3 separate regions of the Rattus norvegicus genome follow, and regions 1 and 2 are each linked to region 3. A link is a contact called in public Hi-C data. All regions are on one chromosome and are shown on one strand. Each heading gives the region's core, a stretch centred on a gene start, on an enhancer-like site or on the middle of the called end of the contact. The rest is flanking DNA. Distances are from core to core; before and after follow the strand shown. Region 1 holds the start of Dpf1 (double PHD fingers 1). Region 2 overlaps Sipa1l3 (signal-induced proliferation-associated 1 like 3). Region 3 holds the start of Wdr87 (WD repeat domain 87).

Region 1 (3,148 bases), core at 494-2,993, 220 kb before region 3:
CTGTGATGGTGATGGGCAAGCAAAGGGAGCCAGGCCCTTTCCTGGTGGTCGCCTGGGTGTCAGAGGTGACCTGAGCTGGAGAAGGAGTGTAAGTAAGGGCAGGACCGAGGTAGAACCGTGGAGCCAGTTGGTGTGGTGAGGATCTGGAGGGTGGTAGAGGACTGTTACAAGGACCCTCCTAGCTGAACACTGGGCCTGGAAACTGGGCATATGGTGGCATGGTCTGGAGATGATACAAAGTCAGGGGTGCCATTTATTCCTGGGTAGGACATAAATTAGACACCATACCAGTGCCGGGGAACGGATGGGTCAAGGCCTTGGATGATTTGATATGGGTGGGCGGATGGGGACATTTGTAAAAAGGAGCTAAGTCTTGAGATGTATTGTGTGTTTGAAGTGCGGGGAGATCTTGAGACTTGTGAGGATGGGTGGACCGCCCCCTGCTGGACAAGAGTGGTTTTGTATTAACACTTGATATGCTAATTTATGCAGCCACTCTAATCAGAATGCTAAGTTATTCCCCAGAGGGTGGGGCTGAGTGAGTGAGTGGTGTGTGTGTGTGTGTGTGTGTGTGTGTGTGGTGTGAGACTCAGTAGGTCAGCTCATTCTCTGGGGATCTCTTACTGTGGGTGATGGTAGGAGAGAAAAGAAGACGAGGCTCCTGTAGGGATGGATGACAGGCGCACGAATCCTACATCCAGACAACAGTCAGGAGCTGCGAACAGGTAAGGTTTCCTCAGGATCTCAAAGTCCTCCTCTGGAAAATGAGACTAGTAAAGGTTTAGCGTGGAGTGAGTGTTAGGTGCACAGTAGGTGTTAAGTATTCACTCAACAAATATTTGTTGAACACCTACTAAGGCAGGCTACTAATTCTTCCTAATAACAATGTTACCGGGGCTGGGGATTTAGCTCAGTGGTAGAGCGCTTACCTAGGAAGCACAAGGCCCTGGGTTCGGTCCCCAGCTCCGAAAAAAAAGAACCAAAAAAAAAAAAAAAAACAAACAAAAAAAAAACAATGTTACCACTTTATGTCTTGGTACATATCAGATCCTCTTTGTAGATATCTTCTCTGTGGAATAAGTGAATTTATTAGTACCTGCCAGAGATTAATTCCAGCACTTGGTGGTGTGGAGTCACACACTAATTCCAGCACTTGGAGAGACAGAGGCAGCAGAATTGACCAGCTTGGGTTGAACAGCAAGATGCTGTCCTTAAAACAGCCACTTACCCTGTTACTACTGTAATCTTCAGTCCGTCGAGACAGGCCCAGAAAGCTTAAGTAATGCGCCTGAAGTCCTATCGGCGAGGATTTGAACCCAAGAAGAATGACGGCAGTTCTGTAGTGAGGTGGCCGCGAGAGTTATCTCTCAGTCACGATGGATTCTCTAGAGTTTGGAGTGCCAGGTGGCGTCTGGCGCGCCGGTGACACCGCCGGGTGGGCACCTGCGAGGTCCCCGCGCCTGTGGCTGGGTGTGCGTGAAGGTGGGGTGAATGGAAGTCTGCGAGTGTAGTGTGACTGTGTGTAAGCGGCCATGTGCGCGTGTGTGCGTGCATGCGTCTGTGCACGTGGGGCTGGGAGTGCATGTGAGTGAGCGTGTGTGAACCACTGCGTGATCCTCCATCCCTCTGGGTCGGAGGACCCGCTAGGGACTACCACTCCCAGCATGGCCTGGGCGGCCCGCCCTGCCAACCTGATTGGTTGAGATCCTCGTGCTCCCGCCCCCCGGGAATGAATGGATGGGCGGCCTCAGCGCCCGCCCGACCGCTGGGAGGACCGACCCGGCAGGGACCTGCTGGGGGCAGGACCCGGGGAGCAAGATGGCCACGGTCATCCCCAGCCCCCTGAGGTGGTGCGGGCGTGCGCGAGGCGGGGGAGTCAGCGCGGGCGAGTCTGTGTGGCTGCGAGTGCGTGTGTGTGTATGTGTGCGGCCGCTGGGGGTGGGGCTGGTGGGGTGTCAGGGGGCTGTCACCGCGTGCGGGGGTGCGAGTGTATGTGACTGTGGGTGTCTGGCAAGAATGGTGTACGACGCGTTGCTCCTGGACGGGTGGAGGGCGTGGGGGAGGGGTCTCCAAGGATTTTTAGGGGAAAGGGGTCATGTCCCCTCCCAGGGATGCTAGGGTTTGAGAGAGGGTAAATGATTTAGAGAAGATGGGGCCTGGGTACACTCGAGTCGAACCCACGCTACCTTTGTCTTGGGGTGTGGAGTGTGTTGTGAGACTTATACATTGCTTTTTGTTTTGTAGCTGAATGTGTGGGTATGTATAGGATTTCTTTTATTCTGCACTACCTATCTGAGTATTTGGGTCTCTAAGTGTGTGCACATGTCTGGTGAAACTGCACCATTTATGTTCCGTGTCTCTGGATAGGGAGCTGTAGGGATAGGTCTAAATATTTGCACGAACAGAGGCAGACCGGACTGTCCCTCTGTTTCCAAGGGGTGTACCTGTGTTTGTGAATGTATTTTAAATTTGGGTTTGTTTTTCCCCGGAGGGTGTGAATGTGTGTATGTGTACCTGTATAAATCTCTGTGATGTCTTTGTATTGTGTGTTTGGCTGAAGTGTCTCTGGATGAATATGTAAGCGCATATGTAAATGATTCTAGGGTCCCTATCTTTTGACAACGTGTGACTGTTGGGATGAGTGTTGTGTGGTGTGTTTCCATGTTGTGGGGCTTTGTGGATAATCTTCCTCTGGACACATCTGGGGTCTCTGGATACATGGCATTCATAGGTAGTTCTATGGATATTCTTTTAAAATTTGGAATATTTGTGTTCTGCAAGAGATGTGCGGCTGTGCGACAGAGAGAATTTGTTTGCTACTCCTTTGTGAATATTGGGATATGTTTCTCTTTGTGTGTGAATCCCGTGTGGCCATGTGCGATTTGTTTGTATTGGATGTTTGGCTACATGTGTGGACGGGTCCCGGTGTGTTTTGGTCTGTTTCTATATTGTCTGTGAATACTTCTTAACCCGAGACATAATCAAGTTTTAGGTAACTGCTTCCCTGCCTGCACCCTGCCCCGCCCCCGGATCCTGAGGGGTGGGAGGAGATGGGGGAGGTGAAGGTGGACCTGGTCGGCTTGCCCTTTGAGGACCAGCGGGAACGGGCCGCGGGGGAGGGTGCTGGGCCTCCTCGCACCAGCCCTTG
Region 2 (2,893 bases), core at 141-2,640, 140 kb before region 3:
GGGGTGATGCAGCTGCACGCCCGCCCTCCTGTAGTCTTGGGAAAACAGTATACCTGTTCCAGTCCCCACAGCCTGGGCCTGGGCTGCTGGGTTCAGTGCTTCTGAGGATCCAGCTCTATCCTGCTCCTAGTCTCCAAGGGCTTCCCCTTTAGGTTCTGGGGACAGCCACTAACGTGGGGTAGCCCTGCTATTGCAGAGGGTAAAGAACAGGCTTGAGGCCTAGGTTACACATCTATGTGGGGACTAAAACCTCCCAATTCAACATGCCTATCATCCTAACATTCAGTCAGGAGGAATGTGAGTTTGAAGATAGCCTGGGCTACATAGTGAGACTCTGTCCCCCAAATCTTCTCAAACCATATTCCCCAACAATACCATAAGCAGGGTACCCATGTAGGTGGTCCCAGAGAGCCTCCACCCCAGTTTCGTCAGGGTCTGACTCCAGGTCATCACCCCCGTAGCTCTCTGTTGTCACGTACAACGCCAGGCCAGGCATTTAGCTCCCAGAGGCACCTGACTCCGGCCAGGCCAGAGGGTCCCCACAGAGCCTCTGCTCAAGTCCCAGTGACTGACTGGTGAGGTTCTTTATCTCTTTCCCTCATTGAGACAGGGTCTCACGTAGTCCAGGCTGGCCTTAAACTTGATATACGGCTGAGGGTGACCTTGAACTCCTGATTCTCCTGCCTCCACCTTCCAAACACTGGAGTCACAGGAATGCACCACTGTGCTTGGTTTACGTAGCACTGGGCATCAAACTCAGGACTCTGTGCGCTAGCTATGCCTTCTGTGAACTGAGCCACACCCCAACCCAATCAATTTTTACTCCCTACAGCTGGGAAGATGTTAAACTGAATGCTGCCAGAAAAGGAAGTTTCCTTCAGGACCATGGGACACCAGGCCGAGCCTTCCTGCACTGTTCCCAAGAGCCAATACATATGCGCACATCTCCCTGCGGGCCATGATGAGGTGGTTTCCCATTACTTACAGGCAGAAAATTCCAAGAAATATAGGCCCTGATGGGAACCTGGGAGCCAGGAAGAGAGGTGAGGTGGGACCTGCGACCAGGTACATCCTTCCTCAGCCTCTCAGGACCTGGCTGTGGTGGTCAGGACATTGGCAGCCATACCTATAGCAGACATTCTCAGTGCAGGGGTTATGGACTCGGACGATGATGAAGACATGCTGGAAGTGCGAGCGGATGTTCTTAGGGGTGAAAGGTAAGGCGCCGGGCTCCTGGAAGATGATCGTCACGATGTCATTCCCTATGTGCCTCTTCCTCAGCAGCTGGAAGCAGACAGGGAGGAGGTAAGGGTCACGGTCCAGCTCTAAGAATCCTACCCGGACTGCCTTGCTGGCTTCCCATGCCCACTCCCACCAGAGGGCGCATGTGAGCACCGGAGTCAGGCCTTGTCCCTAGAAGCTCAGAGCCCTTCTGGCTCCTTCTCACTCAGGGGAATGGACTAAGCCAAGAAGCCCCACACATGGCCCCCCAGCCTCTGACACAGCCTGTTCTCCTCCCACACCTGCCCGGATGCTCTCCAAACATTCCAGGAAAGCCTTCCTCTTGCAAACTGTGGGAATGGCTGTCCCCGCTGCCCGGGAGCCCATGTGGCTTCCTTCCTCCTTTACTCCTCCTGGAGGGATTTCTGTCATCCACAGCAAATCTCTAAGATCTGACATGCCCCAGCATGCCTTTCTTTGCCTTTCTGTCTTCCTTATCTGATATTTATGGCCGCATTCTGCACAAAGAGGCTCTCTCTCTCCCTGTTCCTAGTTTATCTCTTCCCATTCAGGTTGTCAGTGACAAGAAAATGGGACATTGTTTTGACTGTTGCCTGTAACCGTACCCTTAGTTCCTAGCAAAGAGCTGGACAAACTGGAGTGCTCGGCAAACCGTATTTGCTGCGGGAGAGCTCAGGATGGAGACCTGGGATCTGCTCAGGCCAATGAGTCTGACCAGAGTGCACAGGCAGGGCCAATTCTAGGAGGTGCTCTCTCCTAGACTCCCGAGAGTTGGGGTTCCAATGTCCCAGGGAGCCATGTCCTCTCCCCTGCTTCCATTTCCAGAATGGGTGTCCTCCATGGTGTCTTATTTATTTGCCAAGACTACAACTGACATCCCCGACCCCTTTTTCTCCTTTTCTGGAGGGTAGGGAAGACAGGTCTCATGCAGCCCAGGCTGGGGACTCAAACTGAGGAAGCAGCTGAGGATGATCTTCAACTCTCTATCCCCCTGCCTCACAAACAGAGTTGGCTACCATACCCCGGATTGGCCTTAAACCAAACTGGGCAGTCTCCTGCCTGAACTACGATATCCAGCCTTAGTTCTTTTTCATTTGTCCATTTTGAAACAGGGTCTTCTACGTAGCTCTGATTGTTCAGGAAGTCCTGAAGTATACCATAGTCTAGAACTCAGAGATCCACCTGCCTCTGTCTCTCCAGGGCTGGGATTAAAGGCATGTGCTGCCAAGCACAGAACCAAAGGTTTTTAAACTTAGTAATTTTTATGCATGTGTGTTTTGCCTGCACGTATATCTGTATACTAAGTGTGCCCTCAGAGGCTGGAAGAAGGCATCAGAGCCCCTGGGCGGACATTTGTAAGACACAGTGTAGATGCTGGCAAGTGACCCTGGGTCCTTTAGGAGGAGCAGCCAGTGCTCTTGAGCGCTGAGCTGTCTCTCCAGCCCTGCCTGTTAGCTTTCTAGTTCTTCATGCCTCTGAACTACATGAATGAAGTTACTAAACACAAAAATTGCTTCCTATGGCTGACCCCAAGAGGCCTACCTCCCAGTCAGATCTTAAATCTGAACCTTGCCCAAACCCTGAGTGGTAGTGACTCATGTGACTGCTTTTCATAAGATGGGAAAATTTGGTTCAGAGAAGTTAAAAGTGA
Region 3 (3,031 bases), core at 494-2,993:
TAAATGACAGCATTTACCGACTACTGTGTGCCAGCGGCTGTGCTAAGCACTTGACACGGGGTGCTCTTATACATCTTCCAAACAATTCGATGAGGTGGCTTCCATTGAAATCTCCACTTTATATTTACGCATAGAAAGGGAAACTAAGGCACAGAGGGGTAAAGGTAGTAGCCCAAGGTCACACAGCTTGCTGGTGCATGGCAAAACCTAAAATTGAACGTGAGTCTCTCTGCTTCACAAGCACAAGCTCTTATCAAAATGATCGCAGTTAACAGCAGCTACTCTGCATTGAGTGTTAACTATGGACTCGGGTCTTTACATGCACACGGTCAACTAATTGGCAATCTATAGTACCTTCACCTCATTCCTCCAGGAACCAACAATAATGCGAACCCGTAATAAGTATCTTCAATGTGAAACGCCTTATTCACCAGATCTCAACACCTCAGAACAATCACCAGCAAAGGACAATTCCTCCTTCCTGGTTTTACCGAAGGCAAAAACGAGGTTCGGCGCGGTTTTCCCAGACCGCAGCTCCAGAGTGGCAGAGCTGGGACGTGCACCCACGTCTCCCGGACTCTAAGCTCTTCCTCACCGTGCCAGGTTGCACGTCTGGAAAGTTGAGCCATGCGGGCACGAGTCCCGCCGGGTACAGAGGGCGTGAGTCCCCGCGCTGCCGCCCCCCACAGCCGATGCCCACACCCGGCCGTCCGCCTGGTCACCCCGCCTGCGCTGACCCTCGGGGTCCGAGCAGCTACCAAATCACCACCACCCTTGCCCGAGACTGCTCCTGCATCAGGAGCCACGTACCTGGGCGTCCCAGCTGCACGCCCCGCGGGCTCCTCGACCGCGGCGTTCAGCACAGCGCGGCTCGCTAGAGACGCCGCCAGCTCCAGTGGCCCGAGTGACTTCCAGGCTGCCCACTTCCAAGCCGCTTCGCGCGAGGCCTCGTGGGAACTGTAGTTTCTCCCTAAGAAGCAGCGCACTGAAGAGAGCCTGGCGCGCGGGGCCTGCCGGGAATCGTAGGCACGCCACCGCACCACCTTCTGGGAATCGTAGTTTACTGGTCGCTTCGGTGCAGCGCCAGTCTCCAGAGGACTTCCGCAGCCCCGAGGGGTGTGAGGCAGGGAGGCGTGTCTTGTGTCGGCTCCAGCCGGGGATCCTGGCTCTTCACCCTGTTTGACCGGTTTCTCCTTTCTCCTAGCCACGTCCGCCTTCTCCCTCTGCTCAGGGAACCTTTCACTGTCCCTCTCCGCAGGGCGGGAGTCTACTACTCCGAGCCTGCGAGCCTGGGGAGGGGCGAGAAGACCGGAGCCGTGCGCTAGACCCCCTTCAGCGCTGGGCGGAGCGGGACGGCGGCGGCGCGCCCTCGCGCACGCGCGTTCTCTAGCGGACTCGGGCCAGGATTGCTGGGGGTGGGGGTCCCCCTGGGGCGGGGGTCGGAGGACTTCTTTTCCCACCCCCTTTTGGAACGCGTGCGCGAGCTACCGTGCACACGCGCGAGCTACCGTGCACACGCGCGAGCTACCGTGCACACGCGCGAGCTACCGTGCACACGCGCGAGCTACCGTGCACACGCGCGAGCTACCGTGCACACGCGCGAGCTACCGTGCACACGCGCGAGCTACCGTGCACACGCGCGAGCTACCGTGCACACGCGCGAGCTACCGTGCACACGCGCGAGCTACCGTGCACACGCGCGAGCTCTGGTTGCCGGGGTCAATCCGCCAAGTGCCGGGCTGCGGGACTAACCGTTCTGTTGGTGGGATCCTCCCACATCGTTTTCAAACGTAGCTTCCCAAGTCCCCTCTAGGTCTGTTCGTCTACACAGGAGCTCCGGGGTGCCGCAGAGCTCGCTGTCCCTTGTCGGGAGTCCTGTCACAGGTAACAGGCGCGGCTCCCGCCCAAAGGAGGTGGACACACCTACTAGCTCCCGCCCTTATGGATTCCCGGGAGCCGGAACGTGAGGACGCGGCTCCCCGTGTTCCTCTGGGCTCCAGACCGGTCCCGGAGATGGGAGGCGCAGAATCACGACCTGTAGGGGCTGCCTGGCAGGCCTTCTCTATTCATTCAGTAATGACATAGTCTGACGGTAACTAGTGTTTGTTGAGTGCCTGGGAAATATCGAGATTTAATCCACTCGTGGAAATGAGCGAAGATTCAACCTTAAAAAAAAAAAAAGAAAACGGTGTTGCCACTCGCACTCCATAAGGGATTCTGAGCAACTGGACTGGGATTGCTCAAACCTCTAAATCTCATGCATTCACTTTCTGATTAAGCCTGCGTCCTGGGAAGGTGTTCATTATGACATGATGGAAAGCACTTATTTCTTATCGGGACAGATCAGAGGCGTCATTCACTTGTTCATTAAGCAAAACATCTCATGTAATCTAATCCAGGTCATTGTAATCACAAGCAGTAAATACCTAGCAAAAATACCTGCATAAACTATTTTAGTTTAATTTTTGAGACTGGGTTTCCCCATGTAATTAGCTGGCCTGGAAGTTTTAATGTACACTAAATTGGCCTTGAACTCACAACGGTTTGCCTGCCTCTGCCTTCAAGTGTTGCAGTTGAAGGCATGCACTACTATGCCTGACCAACTTCAATTTTTTTTTTTTTTTCCGGAGCTGGGGACCTAACCCAGGGCCTTGCACTTGCTAGGCAAGCGCTCTAACACTGAGCTAAATCCCCAACCCTCCAACTTCAATTTTTACAGAAAGCCAGGCCTCTAACCACAGCACTCACAAGGCTGAGGGCAGGAGGGTTACTGCATATCATCTTGGGTTATCAAGTTAGAACTTTGGGGGGGGCATAATTTTCTATTAAAAATTCCTGAAGCCTACCTTTCCCTGAGACTCTGTAGGCTTAAAGTTAATGGTTGCTGGGGAGAGACATTTTGTTCAGTGGTATGGCCAATAGTTCATGCCCATGTGAATAAAACCTCGGCCATGCTCTTCTAAGTAACTAAACCAGCTGGTTCACATAAATAAAGTTTACATACAACAGTCAAAGATTAATCTCCACGGGC

The links. A called contact is a pair of places that touch in the nucleus more often than the background predicts.
Region 1: a contact with region 3 is called in a Hi-C map of Schwann cells, with 13 times the contacts expected there. The contact joins the promoter of Dpf1 here to the promoter of Wdr87 in region 3. A contact is called at or near these places in 8 of 12 Hi-C or Micro-C datasets (the A7r5 cell line, the Rat2 cell line, Schwann cells and 5 more) and 1 of 1 datasets of contacts at active chromatin or transcription factors (oligodendrocytes).
Region 2: a contact with region 3 is called in a Hi-C map of the A7r5 cell line, with 6 times the contacts expected there. The contact joins the enhancer-like site here to the promoter of Wdr87 in region 3. A contact is called at or near these places in 12 of 12 Hi-C or Micro-C datasets (the A7r5 cell line, the Rat2 cell line, Schwann cells and 7 more) and 1 of 1 datasets of contacts at active chromatin or transcription factors (oligodendrocytes).

What each region holds. Positions count from the first base shown.
Region 1 is chr1:93,732,099-93,735,246 of GRCr8, forward strand. It overlaps Dpf1 (double PHD fingers 1), which reads left to right and starts at 1,744. Exons shown (of 12, transcript NM_001105729.3): 1 at 1,744-1,847. The coding sequence starts at 1,819. All of the region lies in intron 1 of LOC103689966 (MARCKS-related protein-like), which reads left to right.
Region 2 is chr1:93,811,926-93,814,818 of GRCr8, forward strand. It overlaps Sipa1l3 (signal-induced proliferation-associated 1 like 3), which reads right to left. Exons shown (of 20, transcript NM_001371098.1): 6 at 1,127-1,284. All of the region lies in intron 1 of LOC103689966 (MARCKS-related protein-like), which reads left to right. Among named protein-coding and RNA genes, the nearest start is that of Sipa1l3, 18 kb to the right of the region's middle. Within about 2 kb of position 1,391, at least 7 of the 93 cell types and tissues checked have an H3K27ac peak or open chromatin away from gene starts, as enhancers often do. A contact at or near this core is called in the A7r5 cell line and Schwann cells, where this site is marked.
Region 3 is chr1:93,952,023-93,955,053 of GRCr8, forward strand. Wdr87 (WD repeat domain 87) reads left to right here and starts at 1,744. Exons shown (of 7, transcript XM_063280682.1): 1 at 1,744-1,884. All of the region lies in intron 1 of LOC103689966 (MARCKS-related protein-like), which reads left to right. It also overlaps a transcript of Sipa1l3 not described here.